Linked DNA regions of Rattus norvegicus: region 2 is linked to region 1. The links are chromatin contacts, called in public Hi-C maps. All regions are on one chromosome and are shown on one strand. Each heading gives the region's core, a stretch centred on a gene start, on an enhancer-like site or on the middle of the called end of the contact. The rest is flanking DNA. Distances are from core to core; before and after follow the strand shown.

Evidence for each region. Hi-C and Micro-C count contacts between places; a contact is called where the count stands out from the background.
Region 2: a Hi-C map of hepatocytes shows a contact between it and region 1, with 4 times the contacts expected there. The contact joins the enhancer-like site here to the promoter of Ppp1r15a in region 1. A contact is called at or near these places in 3 of 12 Hi-C or Micro-C datasets (hepatocytes, kidney and psoas muscle).

What each region holds. Positions count from the first base shown.
Region 1 is chr1:105,138,090-105,145,361 of GRCr8, reverse strand. Ppp1r15a (protein phosphatase 1, regulatory subunit 15A) reads left to right here and starts at 5,766. Exons shown (of 3, transcript NM_133546.3): 1 at 5,766-5,981; 2 at 6,586-7,272. The coding sequence starts at 6,595. It overlaps Plekha4 (pleckstrin homology domain containing A4), which reads right to left and starts at 2,844. Exons shown (of 20, transcript NM_199101.1): 1 at 2,586-2,844; 2 at 2,041-2,130; 3 at 287-394. The coding sequence starts at 2,124.
Region 2 is chr1:105,191,828-105,198,603 of GRCr8, reverse strand. Bcat2 (branched chain amino acid transaminase 2) reads right to left here. Exons shown (of 11, transcript NM_022400.2): 5 at 6,629-6,748; 6 at 6,325-6,488; 7 at 3,911-4,053; 8 at 3,668-3,753; 9 at 3,315-3,455; 10 at 3,166-3,240; 11 at 2,130-2,523. The coding sequence ends at 2,485. Among named protein-coding and RNA genes, the nearest start is that of Trnap-ggg, 8.9 kb to the left of the region's middle. Within about 2 kb of position 2,568, at least 71 of the 93 cell types and tissues checked have an H3K27ac peak or open chromatin away from gene starts, as enhancers often do. A contact at or near this core is called in hepatocytes and kidney, where this site is marked.

The DNA.
Region 1 (7,272 bases), core at 4,517-7,016:
ACCACATGGTGACTCACGACCATCTAAAATCAGATCTAATGCCCTCTTCTGACCTGTAGGCATAAATGCAGGCAGAAAGCTGTATGATATATACATAATAAATAAATAAATAAATAAATAAATAAATAAATAAATAAATAAATTGTCTTAAATATGGCTTAGGAACTTGTTCATCTTATATATATAACCTGTGTCCTAGAACATAGAACTTTCAAACCACAGGGAATGAATGGTTCAGGTATGGCGGAAACACTAACAGGACCACAGCCCTCTAGTCCAACCTTACCTGTTTATGCAGCCAGCCACGAATGTGCACAGGCAGGTTGGGGTCTCGCCGAAGTGCATTGTTCCTTTTCCCAAAGGCATGGACCTTGTGTACCACACGAGTAGGCTTCTGAGGTGCAGTAGGAACAGAAATGAATGAGGGCTTCTCCTGGGACTGGCTCCCGAGTGGTTTCTCTTAGAAAGCAGGCAAGGAGGCTGAGGAGAGCTGCACATGCCTGTGAAACAAGCACTTGGGAGATACAGGAGGACCAGGGTCCCAAGGTCATCCTAGCAACACAGTGGAGTGCCAGGACAGTCAGTGCTGCTTGAGACCAGATCTCAAAAGAAATAAAAAAGTATCGGGGGAATTTAGTCATCTCGGTTGGTAAGGTGCTTCCTAACACATACGAAGCGTGTGTTCAAATCCTAGCACTGCAAAAACCAAGGGTTTACACTAGTCCTGTAATCCCATCATTTTGGAGGTGGAGGCAGAATTACAAGTTCAAGGCTGTTGAGTGGTGGTATGGACCTTTAAACCCAGCACTTGAGTGGCAGAGGCAGGACTCTGAGTTCAAGGCTGGGCTACAGAGGGAGTTCCAGGACGGCCAGGGAGACATAGTGTCCCAAAACCAACACAAAGTTTTAGGTCATTTTTGGCTACGTAATGAGTTCAAGTATGATGTGGGTTCTTGAGACCCTGAAGCCTTGTCCCTGGCAGGAAAGGCTCTTTGGTTCCACAGCCAGACTTGCCAGAGAACCTCTACAATCCACACCGGGAGGTTCCCCACAGAAGACATTTCTAGATGGAAACCGTGGTAAATGAAAGGACACAAGGATGCCTTTGATGCCAGGGGTGGGGAGAAGGGGGTTCCTCATGCTTCACTTCCCTTAGAGGGGTCAACCGCGGACACAGTGACTGCACACACCCCATGTCCAAGCTGCCTTGGATCACCCCTCCTTGGGAGTAGGCTGGAAACTAATCTGTTTTGGTCTCCGAACTTAAAGGAGTAAGGCCAATTTTGTCCTAGGTGATACATATAGCCCAGGCTATCCTCAGATAGCTCTGTAGGCAAAGCTGACCTTGAATCTCTGATCCTCCTCCTGCTCTACTTCTGGAATGCTGGAATGTGAGTTATGTATCACCCTATGCGGCCTGGCTTTTGTGTTTTGTTTGTTTGCTTGCTTTGTTTTCTATGTAGCCCTAGCTGTCCCGGAACTCACTAAGTAGACATGGCTGGGCTCAAACTCACCAAGGTCGGCCTGCTTCCGCACTCAGATTAAAGGTACGTCTCACCACTGCTGGTTCCGGCTTGGGTTCTTGTTGCATGAGACGGGGTCTCACCTAGCCTCTAACCTGACATGTAGCCAAAGAGAACCTTAAACTTGGGATGTTCCTGCCTTTGCCTACCCAGTACTGGATTATGGTTGTGAACCACCACGTCTGGTTCTAAGTGGGTGGGCTCCATGGTTATAGACTGGAGAGGAAATCCCCCAGTCCAGTCAGGCATAGTCATCTCCTCTCGGCCTGGGTTTAGTTGTTCTTCTGGCTTAGAATTAGGAAGACTGAGAGGGGTGGGGACAGAGCTGGGACTGTCTCCAAATTCCCGGCTGCAGCTGATGCTCAACTCGGGACCAGTCTGGCAGACCCCATCACTAAGGATTCTCACCCTTGACCGATGCAGTCTCTGTTGAAGGCACAGAACCCACAGCTAGGAAATGGGACAGCACAGCCCAAAGCCTCCCTCCTCCCTATCCCACCGAGAAGCGTGGAAGGACCTTGGCGCTCAGGCTGCTCAGGGAGGATACAGTGGAAGCACTGCTGGTCAGGCTGAGGCTGCTCCTGGGTCGGCCCTGCTCCATCGAGAGCTTGGGGGAGAAAGAAAAGGGGGCTGTGTCTCTCCACTGATGGGGGCTGAGGAGAGAGTTGGGTCAGAGCTCGAAGGTCAGAGGAGGCTGAGGAGAAAGAAACTGTTGTTTGGGGACTGAGGGGCTGGGGAGGCCATGGCCAGGGATCACATACCAAGAGCAGTGCCAAGGGAGGTGGGCGGCTCTCTGGCAGCTGCGGGGAGGGGGCAGCTGTCTGCAGCCAGGCCATAAGAATAGGGGCTCCTTTATTCTTGCCCACTGAATACTAGCCAAGAATGTGACCCCCTTTATGCACAGGAATTCCAATCCCTGCCTCCTTCAGGGTGCCCGGGCTACCTGTCCCTGTCTTCCCTCATGAACCCCCAAACCGTCTTTGCCCAACTCCCTAGGACAAGTCCTAAGACACCAGGAATGGTCATCCAGGCACGTCCCTCCCAGCCCAGCCAGGGACTTACCCAGCTCTGGTGTCCCGGTGACAGGATGTCACCTCTTTTTGTGTCTTAGACACTGCCTCTCAGAGTTGGTCTCCTCACCTGATACTTGCTTTCTTTTCTTCTCTGTTTTGTGAGCTCTCTGTCTCCCCCCTCTCTGTCTCTTTCTGTCTCTCCCACTGTGTCTCTCGGTGTCTCTGTCTCTTCCTCTCTCTCTCTCTCTCTCCCCTCCCCTCTGCCTATGTCACCTCTCCCAGTCCCTCTCCCTACCTGACTGCTGCTGTCTAATCACTTCCCCGTCCCCTCCCCCACTCCATCCCACTCATCTACTTCCGTTCTCCTCAGTCTCTTCCTCTATCTCCCTGATCAGACACATCTGTTTCCTTTCCTTTTCAAGTTCTCTTCCTCACTTTCTCTCTTCCTCCCTCTCCCAGTTTCTCTTTCCTCTCTGCCGGGCTCTCCCTCTCTCCAGCAGCCGCCCACGCTGCCGTCTCCCCTCCCAATCCTGGCTGTCCCCGCCTCTTCTGGCCTCCCCACTACAACTTGACCCCTGGCTCAGCTGCCCCCACAACTAAGGGGAAGGATTGGGCTCCCCCAACTCCTGGGTCTCCTAAACTGTGCCTGGGACTCCTCTATGTTTGGAGAGGGGCTGGAACTCCAGGGCAAAATGGTTTTGTTGTTCCTGGAGTTCTGGGCTTCTGACAACCTTCAAGAGAGCTGTCCTAGGTCTTTCGAAGAATGGCATCTCCAACTCCCAGAACCTTGGAAAGCTGGGATAGAGTGTGGCTGGTGGGTGCCTGGGAAGGTATGAGCTACAAGTAGGGATTCATGGACTATTCATTCACCCACAGTCCCCAAGAGTGGCCTTGACCAAATAGGGCAGTGATGGTGACTGGAAGGAGAAGAAGACAGTCCTAGACCTGCTAGATTCTGGTAAGGATAGAGTTAAGTGGCCAGTTTGAAATTTCTCCCTCAGATCAGACTGTTAGCCCATTTATAAGGGAGGTATGGAATCTCAGTACATTTTGAGGAAGAAGGCTATAGACCGGAGCTCAGAGAGTAGCTCCAGGAGAGCATTGCTCAGTGTGTGTGAGGTGTGAGGCTCTGGGATCCACATACAGGCTACACACACTCTCTTTCTCTGTCTGTCTCTGAGACACACACACCAGGAGGGAAGGCTGGAATTGGATCTCTGGATCTATATCTGGGATTTGAACAGAGCCCCACCCCCATGAGAATGCAGGCCAATCAGAAATTCAAATTATATAAGCCAAACCTTTGTATAAATTCAAAAAACATGGACACCTGTGTGTGAAGACAAAGAGTCTGTTTAGCGGTGTTCTCCACACACTATCTGTTGAGATCACACTTGTACCCTCCATACTGGGTAGGACTGCCGAGAGTACCAGGGCAGCTGGGGCAACACGGGTTCAGCCCAGGTTTCATAGTAAGTTCCAGACACTCCTGGAAAAACAATACAGGTCCCTGACAAAAGAAAAAACAAAACAAAGGAAACAGAAACATGCGTTTTTAAAAAAGAAGGAGGAGACTCCATGAAGGCAGGCCTTGGGTGGGGTCACTGCTTCTCTGTACACAGGAGGAGAATTGCCCAAAGATTCTTTGGCCTTCTTCCCCTGTGAGTCCCCGGACAGTGTGGACTATACTGTAAGACCCTGCTCAATACAGACAGACTGGACAGGCATAGTGACACATGCCTTTAATCTCAGTACTCAGGAGGAAGTGGCAGGTGGACTTCTGTTCTTTGAGTTCAAGACCAGCGTGGACTACAGAGTGAGTTCCAGGACAGGCAGGGCTACACAGAAAAATCCTGTCTGAAAACAAAACAAAACCCAGACAGACACACCAAAAACAGCCAAGGGACCAGAGAGATGGGTCAGGGCCTAATCACTTGCTACTCTTTGCAGAGGACCCAAATTTAGTTCCTATAACCCTCCATGAGAAGCTTCACAATTGTCTCTAACTCCAATTCCACCCGTGTTCCGACCTCCATATGCACCAGACATGATATACTCACACATACGCACAAACACACACACACACACACACACACACACACACACACACACACACACACACACACGGAAAACATATAAAATAAAGATTTAAAAAATCTTTTTCTTTTGGCCGGGGTGTGTGGGAGAGCATCTGAGCCATCTCACCAGCCCAGGGTGCACGTCTTTTTCTTTTTTTCGGAGCTGGGGACCGAACCCAGAGCCTTGTGCTTGCTAGGCAAGTGCTCTACCACTGAGCTAAATCCCCAACCCCGGTGCACGTCTTTAATCCCAGAATCAGGAGGTAGAGGTAATGAGATCCCAGTGAGCCCAAGGTCAGCCGAGTCTACAAAGTGAGTTCCAGGACAGCCAGAACTAATCTTGGAAAAACAAACAAGGGCTGGTGAGGTGGTTCAGTAGTTAAGAACACTGGCTGCTCTTCCAGAGGTCCTGAGTTCATTCTCAGTAACCACATGGTGGGGATCTGATGCCCTGTTCTGGCATGCAGATATACATGCAGATAGTGCACTCCTACATTTAAAAAAAAAAAGACATAAATAATATTTTAAAACATTGGGTGTTTTGTCTTCTAATAAAACTTCACTGCTATCTTCTAATAAAAATTCACTGCTAGCCGCGGGGTGTGGTGGCCCCATACCTTTAATCCCAACACTTGAGAGGCAGAGGCAGGCGGACCTTTGAGTTTGAAGCTAGCCTGGTCTACAGAGTGAGTTCAAGATAGCCACGGATAGTCAGAAAGTCCTGTTTCGAACCTCTCCCCAACCAAATCACTCCTGTAATCCCAGCACTCTGGAGGCAGTAGCAGGTTAGTCCCTGCTTCTCAGAGAGAGGAGAGAGAGAGAGAGAGAGAGAGAGAGGAGACACACACACACAGAGACAGAGAGGGAGAGAGAAAGAGAAAGAGAATGGGACGGCATGTGACTGCCTGATGAAGTTGGCGTGCTTGCTCAAAAGTTCTGCGAGATTGACGGCTCTCTGGATTTGAGCCAAGGACACGCCTGGGAAGCCACGGTGACCTCACAAGGCCCGGAATCTCCGCGAGAATTTCAGTGTTGTTTTCCTCTCTCCACCTTTCTCAGGGACTTCCGAAACTCCGCCTCTCCGGTGACGTCAGCATAGCGCTGCGTCAGACTATAAACTCCCGGGTGATCGTGTTGGCGCAGATTGACTCAGTTCGCAGCTTGTGGAAGATTACATGCGAGACCCCGCGCGACTCCGCATCCCTTTGCCGGGACAGCCTTTGCGACAGCCCGTGAGACATCACGTCCCCGAGCCCCACGCCTGAGGGCGACATGAACGCGCTGGCCTTGAGAGCAATCCGGACCCACGACCGCTTTTGGCAAACCGAACCGGACCTCCAGCCCCCGGGGTGACGCGCAGCCCGCCGGTGAGTGGGGGATGGGGCGGCCTTTGGGGGAGTGCTGGGGAGGACTTTCTTCGGCGAGGAGGCTAGGAGAGTGTTGTGGGATCTGAGGGGCAGACTGGGGAGGAACCCAGATTTGAGGAAACGGCACTGAAAGCCGGATGCTTTATTTGGTCCGAGAGAGGAGAGCCCAGGTCTAGTCTCTACATTGAAGGGCAGGGGTCCTGAACTAGAACTGCAGTACTTGTACATTGCTAAATAAAGAGAGGGACTCCAGGAGGAGCAGCCTGGGTCTAAGAGGTAGGCAGGAGGAGGTTTTAGGGGCCTGAGCACAAGCTTGAGGAGAGAAAGGTTATTAAAAAGCCAGACGCTTACAGGTCTCAGAAGGGCTAGCCAGAAACTGTGGCTGGGGTTAAGGAAAGGGTTTAAGAGTGTGGGCTTTTGGTTCTGAGGATGTAGAACGTGAATGTTGAGAGAAGAACCAAGTGGCGGAGTTGGGTGTGAGCAATGCTATTAGGAATTTGAGGCAGGGATTCACGCGCTGCTGTGACTATTTTTTAACAATGACTCAGTGCTGTGACCTGATACTGTTTCCAGAGCGACTTCTAAACAAATTCCCCCTTTCTAGGCCAGACACATGGCCCCAAGCCCAAGACCCCAGCATGTCCTGCACTGGAAGGAAGCCCACTCTTTCTACCTCCTGTCTCCACTGATGGGCTTCCTCAGCCGGGCCTGGAGCCGCCTGAGGGGGCCCGAGGTCTCAGAGGCCTGGTTGGCAGAAACAGTAGCAGGAGCAAACCAGATAGAGGCTGATGCTCTGTTGACGCCTCCCCCGGTCTCTGAAAATCACCTACCTCTCCGAGAGACTGAAGGAAATGGAACTCCTGAATGGAGTAAAGCAGCCCAGAGGCTCTGCCTTGATGTGGAAGCCCAAAGTTCCCCTCCTAAAACTTGGGGACTTTCAGATATTGATGAACATAATGGGAAGCCAGGACAAGATGGCCTTAGAGAGCAAGAAGTGGAGCACACAGCTGGCCTGCCTACACTACAGCCCCTTCACCTGCAAGGGGCAGATAAGAAAGTTGGGGAGGTGGTGGCTAGAGAAGAGGGTGTGTCCGAGCTGGCTTATCCCACATCACACTGGGAGGGTGGTCCAGCTGAGGATGAAGAGGATACAGAAACCGTGAAGAAGGCTCACCAGGCCTCTGCTGCTTCCATAGCTCCAGGATATAAACCCAGCACTTCTGTGTATTGCCCAGGGGAGGCAGAACATCGAGCCACGGAGGAAAAAGGAACAGACAATAAGGCTGAACCC
Region 2 (6,776 bases), core at 1,319-3,818, 56 kb before region 1:
CTTCTGCTGGGAACAAGCAAAAGAAACTTCTCAGTGCTACCATTCATTTTTAGACTCCATCTAATCCTAGGGAGGAACCAAATTCAAGGTCCCAGGCCCGAGGGCAGCTGGGGACTTCCCAACAGCTGAATGGCTTCTGTTGTAAACAGCTAAGTCCAGACATCTCAGGGACAACTTCTCCATCCCTCTGACAGGATCAAACTAAGTTCATGTTCCCAGACCTAAGAACCAACTCCTATCCTGATTGATGGAAACTCCCTTGTTCAATTTCATACAGACTTGATTACAATAAGGTTTTTTTAAAGATGTATTTATTTAATCTTATATATATGAGCACACTGTCTTCAGACACACCAGAAGAGGGCATCGGATCCCATTACAGATGGTTGTGAGCCACCATCTGGTTGTGGGTGCTGGGAATTGATCCCAGGACTTCTGAAAGAGCAGCCTGTGCCCTTACCTCTGAGCCATCTCTCCAGCCTAGAGTCACACTGGATTTAAGCGGACCCTCTAACAGTTTTGGCAACAGCTCATCACACAAACTGCAAATGCCTTAACAAAAATGGTTTAAGAAGGTTTTTATTTTCTTTTTAAAATCCAGAAATGAGGGGTTGGGGATTTAGCTCAGTGGTAGAGCGCTTGCCTAGCAAGCACAAGGCCCTGCGTTCGGTCCCCCAGCTCCGAAAAAAAGAAAAAAAAATCCAGAAATGAGTTTTTACAAAAAGATGTATTCATTTTATGTAGGAGTGCTCTATCTGCATGAACACCTACACGCCAGAAGAGGGCAGCAGATCCCGTTATAGACGGTTGTGGACCACTGTGTTGTTACTGGAATTGAACTCAGGACCTGGAAGAGCAGACAGTGCTCTTAACCACTGAACCATCTCTCCAGCCTGAAATGACTTATTTTTATGTTACATGAACAAACACCCATGGCCTCACCCCTGAAATGTAGGGACACACAGATGACCTTGAGAAAGAACCCAGTGAAGGACATACGATCTAGACTGCAGCAGGGAACAGCCAGAGCCAAGAGGAGGAAATGAGCAAAGGACTTGCAGCTGGCCCGTCACAAAAAAGGGTTTCGGGGTTTTTTGTTTGTTTGTTTGGTTGGTTGGGTTTTTGTTTGTTTTGTTTTCTGAAACTGTGTTGCCTGGCTGTCTTGGAGCTCTAGAGACCAGGCTGGCTTCGAACTCATGAGATTCACCTACCTCTGCCTCCCGAGTGCCCCATGGGATTAAAGTCATGTGCCAACACTGCCTGGGCAAAAGTGAGGATTTTTACAGGAAGATTGAATCGATGGAGGGAAGAAAGTGTCCCAGGGGCCTGTAGACTTTCCCCTGGGTCCCCTTGGCCCCTGACCTTTCCTTGAGCAATAACTTGACAAAAGGGAATGAGTTGTGGCAATGGGTCAGTTGGGGCCCAAGAAACTGGAATTCCTATCCCAAGGCTGGCTGCCTTGCTCTGATAACATCTGCCAGATAGACCTGCAGACTCTCGCTCCAGCTAATTTGATCAGCAATGACATGGCAAGTCCAAAATAAAAGCAGGCAGGAAACAGAGGCAGGACTTGAATCCAGATCTGTAGCCGGGTCTTAATCACCTCTCTCTAGAGGCCCATGTGGGCCTTATTCAAGTGTGTGTGCCAGGGATTGGGACCATTGAATCACAGATATGGACACAGTGCTGTGATCTTTCTAACTCCTGCAACAGTCAGAAAAAATTAGGGACTCGCTTCAGTAGGTGGCCCGCCCTGTCGGAGGAGCTGATGTCCCTGAAAGACACAATTATAGAAGCCCTTTGATGTCAGATGGATGGGAGCAGATGAAGGCCAGGAGGCCAGAGAGGAAGCTAGGATAGAGACCGGCAGAAGACCAGGTCAGAAGTCAGGCCGAGGGGGGACACAAGGAGCGACAGGGCAGTCGGGGGCCTCGAGAACAGGGCTTGGGCACCAATGAAATGTAAGAAGGGAAGAGAGCCTGAGAAATCTGGTGTGTCCAACTGCAGTAAATGGGGTTCAATACTAAATTACAGAAGGAACCCTCAGGTCAGAAAAGTCCTCAGGCAGGGTCCCTGATAATAAATGCCCCCAGCATCTCAGAGTGGCGCTTAGAATATGACAACGAATGTCTTGTTCTTTGGCATTTTATTTCAAAATTGCAGCAAGGAGAGAGAGACGGAAAAAAAAAAAAAAAAGACATGAAGAGCACCGGGGATCCGGCCTGAGAACGGAGATCGAGAAGAAGCCAAGGTTCTCTCTTGAACACCAGGACGCGGAGCAGCTGAACTGAGGTGGGGTCCAAATTACATGGGTCCCGCCCTTAAGGCTTTGGAGTGTAACTTCCACGTGAGGGTGCCAGAGAGCCAGCAGTCTGGAACGACCTTTCCCTATTGCACTTCTCTTGAGTCTCTGGGAGGCGAGGACGCTGAACTGGATGCTGCACGTCAGCGGATCCAACCAGGTAGGGCACAACCTCCCTAACGTCACACACGAAGCATCCAATCGTGGGCACTGGTTCCGTACTGCGGGACAACGAAGGTGCCTTAAAGATACAGCTGCACTACAACTCCCAGTAGGCCCTGGAGCATCGCAAGCTGGCCGCTCTCAGAGCTGCGCCCCAGTGCCTTATGGGAAGTGTAGTCCTTGACCTGGAGACCCGCCAACAATTCCAAGGGATCAAGAGAGTTGCAAAAGCTTTGAAGGCTCTTGGGAAAAGGCACTTTAAGCTCAGATGTTTAGTGCTAGGTGCCAACATGGGGCCAGGATACCAGTTACCTCAGGTCCTGCTCAGGGAAATGAGCCCAGAGGTTCTCTAGAAGCCCTCTTGGCTCACAAGAGGAAACGCACCAGAGGCTTGTAAGAGGAATCATTCAAGGCCAGGGAGGGGCAAGGGAAAAAGGTTTGCCATGCCAAAGGGACATCCCAGAACTTCAGGAGTCGTGGAAGGCCCATTTTATTTTATTTTATTTTATTTTATTTTATTTTATTTATTTATTTATTTATTTATTTATTTATTTATTTATTTTTGTGGCCAACATCCCAGAGTCTTTATGACCTAAAACCTCAGAGACTTGTGGAAGGGGGTATTTCCCGTGCTTCTGGCCACAAGTATTCAGAGGAAAGGAGGAGTTAATCAGTTGTTGGTCCCAAATTCATGAGCTTACCTGAATAGCCTTCAACTCCTTCTGGAAGCGCAGGATGAGTTCCGGCCCATTTTCCATGGTAGGAATGTGGAGTTGCTAGGGAAAGGCAGCCATGAGGATGGGGCACTTCCCTTCTTTCTCTCCCACCCACCCCGGCAGCTCTGTCTCACCTTGCCTTCATATAGGATTTGGTGCACTGGGCAGACCTGACAAGCAGTGCCTGAGCCGAAGACTTCTCGCACCCGGCCCTCCTCCAGTGCCCGCTTCAATTCCTTCATAGTGACCTTGCGTTCTGCCACCCGGAACTCACCCTGCAGAACAAGGGCACAGAAGCACTCCAGGACCCAGACTCCTGTCCTACTGCAGACCACCATCACTCCCTCCCTAAGGCTACTGGAAAAGACAGAGGCCCAGGGATGGGAGATGGACCCAGAAACGAGGGCATGGCAGTGGGCCAGGCTTCCACCACCGTGCCACAACTCAAGACACTGGTCCAAAGATTCAGATGCCATGCAGGCCCTACCCAAGTCCTGGCCAGATCCAGCAGGCTTTGTCGAACCACTCCGGGGAGGATGATGCCATCCAGTGGGGGGGTTGCCAGCTCCAGTTCTAAGTCAGGGAGGACAGACGGGTGTCACTGCTTCCCACCCTTAAATGGTCTCCCCTTTCTTTTTAGAAGTCACCTGCCCAGGATTCCGAGACCTCGCAGCCCAGAAGGAATCAGACAGGATATACAGGGTGTGGGTTAGGACATGAGTAGGCTCACCTCCGTCTTCATGAGTCCAGTAGACAAAGATGTTCATGGTTCCCACCTCGGTGAGCTGGTGGTCCGGCCCGTACAGCCAGAGGACCTGCTCGCAGCCTTTCTTCTGGGCTTCTTGTTGCACAGCCACAGTGGGGCCGTAATTCCTGGGGGGGCAGCCTGGTCAGACTGGGCAGAGAATTCCCCATCCTCCCCACAGTACAGTCAAGGAGGAGTCTCCTTCCCCAACTCACAGCACAGCTGTGGTGCTCTAAATCTGCAGGACAGACTCCGTCACCTAATAGCTGAGGTCAAAGTTGGGGCCCAGCGTGGTGGGCCCCATTCCCTGCCCCCAGCTCCTCCTTTCTCAAGCGTCTGGGATTAAGGTCACGGGTGTAGTGACACCAAGCAGATTTCCTCACTCTACTTTTTGGTTTTTTTTTTTTTTTTTTTAAAGATTTATTCATTTATTATATATAAGTACACTGTAGCTGTCTTCAGATACACCAGAAGAGGGCACCGGATCTCTTTACAAATGGTTGTGAGCCACCATGTGGTTGCTGGGAATTGAACTCAGGACCTCTGGAAGAGTAGTTGGGTGCTCTTAACCGCTGAGCCATCTCTCCAGCCCGGGGTTTTATTTTTTGAAACAGGGTTTCTCTGTGTGTCCCTGGGATCAAACGCTTATGTGGGGGCTAGAGAGATGGCTCAATGGTTAAGAGCACTGACTACTCTTCCAGAGGTCCTGAGTTCAAATCCTAGCAACCATCTGTAATGGGATCTGATACCCTCTTCTGGTGTGTTTGAGGACAGTGTACTCATTTACATAAGATAAATACATCTTTAAAAAGGGGGTGGGGCGGCTTGTGTTGCCTTGCACTGCTGGTTCTTCTTTTTGTCTTTGAGGCAGGGTCTCTAGAAATAGAGGTTGGCCTCAGAGTCACCATGCAGCTGAAGTTAGTGTGGAACTCCTGACCCTCTTGACCACTCCTCCCAAGTGCTGGGAAGACAGCCATGCACTCCTTCAGCAGCTCTCATCCTGTTTTAACCAGTAGTGTGTGAGCCACACCAGATTTTTCTTACTCATACAAAGTTCCCAGTGTTCAAGGCCAGGATCCCAGTCCATGTTCTGAGCCTTGTGAAAAAAAACTGGCCCTGTGCCAAATGTGGTCGAAACGTATCCGCCATGTTTTTCCTTTTCTTTCTTTGAACTCAGGATCTTCATATGTTTAGTAAATATTCTTATCACTGAGCTCCACCCTACCCCCTCTTTGGGGGATTCTAGGCAGGGGTTTGACCACTACACCACCCCCAAAGTCCCTCACTGGGGGATCCTAGGCATAAGCTCTACTGCTGATCCACAGCCTTCAGCTTTCTTTCTCTCTTTCTTTCTCTCTTTCTTTCTTTCTTTCTTTCTTTCTTTCTTTCTTTCTTTCTTCCAAGATTTAGTTATTTTATATATGTGAGTACTGTCTCTGTCTTGAGAGGGCATCTGATCCCATTACAGATGGTTGTGAGCCACCATGTGGTTGCTGGGAATTGAACTCAGGACCCCTGGAAGAGCAGTCAGTGCTCTTAACCACTGAGCCATCTCTCCAGGCACCCCACAGCTCTCTCTGTAGCCCTCCTGCCTCAGCCTACTGAGCAGCCAGGACTATGACCTACATGGCTGTATGCCACCACGCCTGGCTTCTCTTACTGCTTTTGTAGCCAAGAAACCACAGGTGAAGTGTCACCTCTTAAATAGAACTTTCGCAAGATCTGAACCTTGTAATTGAGATTGCAGATCTGGACACTAGGGTGCCACCAGTCCAACTGCCCTCAGGGGGTTCAGCTGGCTTGGCCTTGTCTGTGTCTCCAGCTGCAGCCAACAGATGGCCTGACCCCCAGAAGACCTCATAGATGTGTTCTGAAGTGACCTGAATACCTTCCTGTGTGTCCACACTTCCTTGTTCCAGCATGACAGTAGTTTATACCCAATCTGATCCCAGGAGACTTAGCCACCTCCTGACAATATATTGTGTCAGGGCCTTTGGCAACACAGAATGTTGGGAAGTTCATAGGGTCAGAATGGAGACGAGGCCCAAGTCATGTTGTGGGGAGCTATGCAGAGAGTGCAGCACAGGTGACCCGGAAGACCTAATGGTCATCTGGCTTTCTAGAGGCTTCCAGGGGGCTCAGTTCTGGTCTTCCCATTGACCCATCTCTATTCAAATAAAAGACACCCCATTCTCCTTTGGCCTTTAGTGTCAGGCACCAGGGATGACAAAGGACACAAGAAAGCCAAGATCCCAACTGCAGAGCCAGTGACAATAGCTTTTCATCCCAGCACCCAGGCGCAGGCCCTACCAAAAAGCACATGGAACACTATAGCTCGCCCTCTCACAGCATCTCCAGCTCCAAGGCACAACTCCCTGGGCATGTGGGAAGCTACTTACCCCCCCAACTTGCAGTCACCGACCCCACCAATCCAGGCTCTGACGAATGAGGGGTCCGCCAGGAGGGAGACAGGTGTCATGGAGTCTCCGGGGAAGTAGGAGCCCACAGGGCACAGAATGACGAACAGGAGGGCTTGTGTGACCATTCCAACACCCAGGGAGGGCTATGATAGGCAGAGGGGCAGCATCAGACCAAGGAGTCCTCACTTTAGCCTCCTCTTCCCTTAGACCCAGGGTCCAGGCCCAGCCTGTGTGTTCCCCAGACAGAGATGGGCGTGTCCTCAGCTCCCACTGCAGCGCCTACCTCATTTCCAATAAGCACCGGCCGCACATAGAGGCTTGTTCCATTGCCATCGGGAACCCAGTCTTTGTCTACTTCAATGAGCTGGCGGATGCACTCCAGCAGTTCCTGCTTGTCAAAGTCCTGGGTGGATTCCATAGGATTCAGGGTC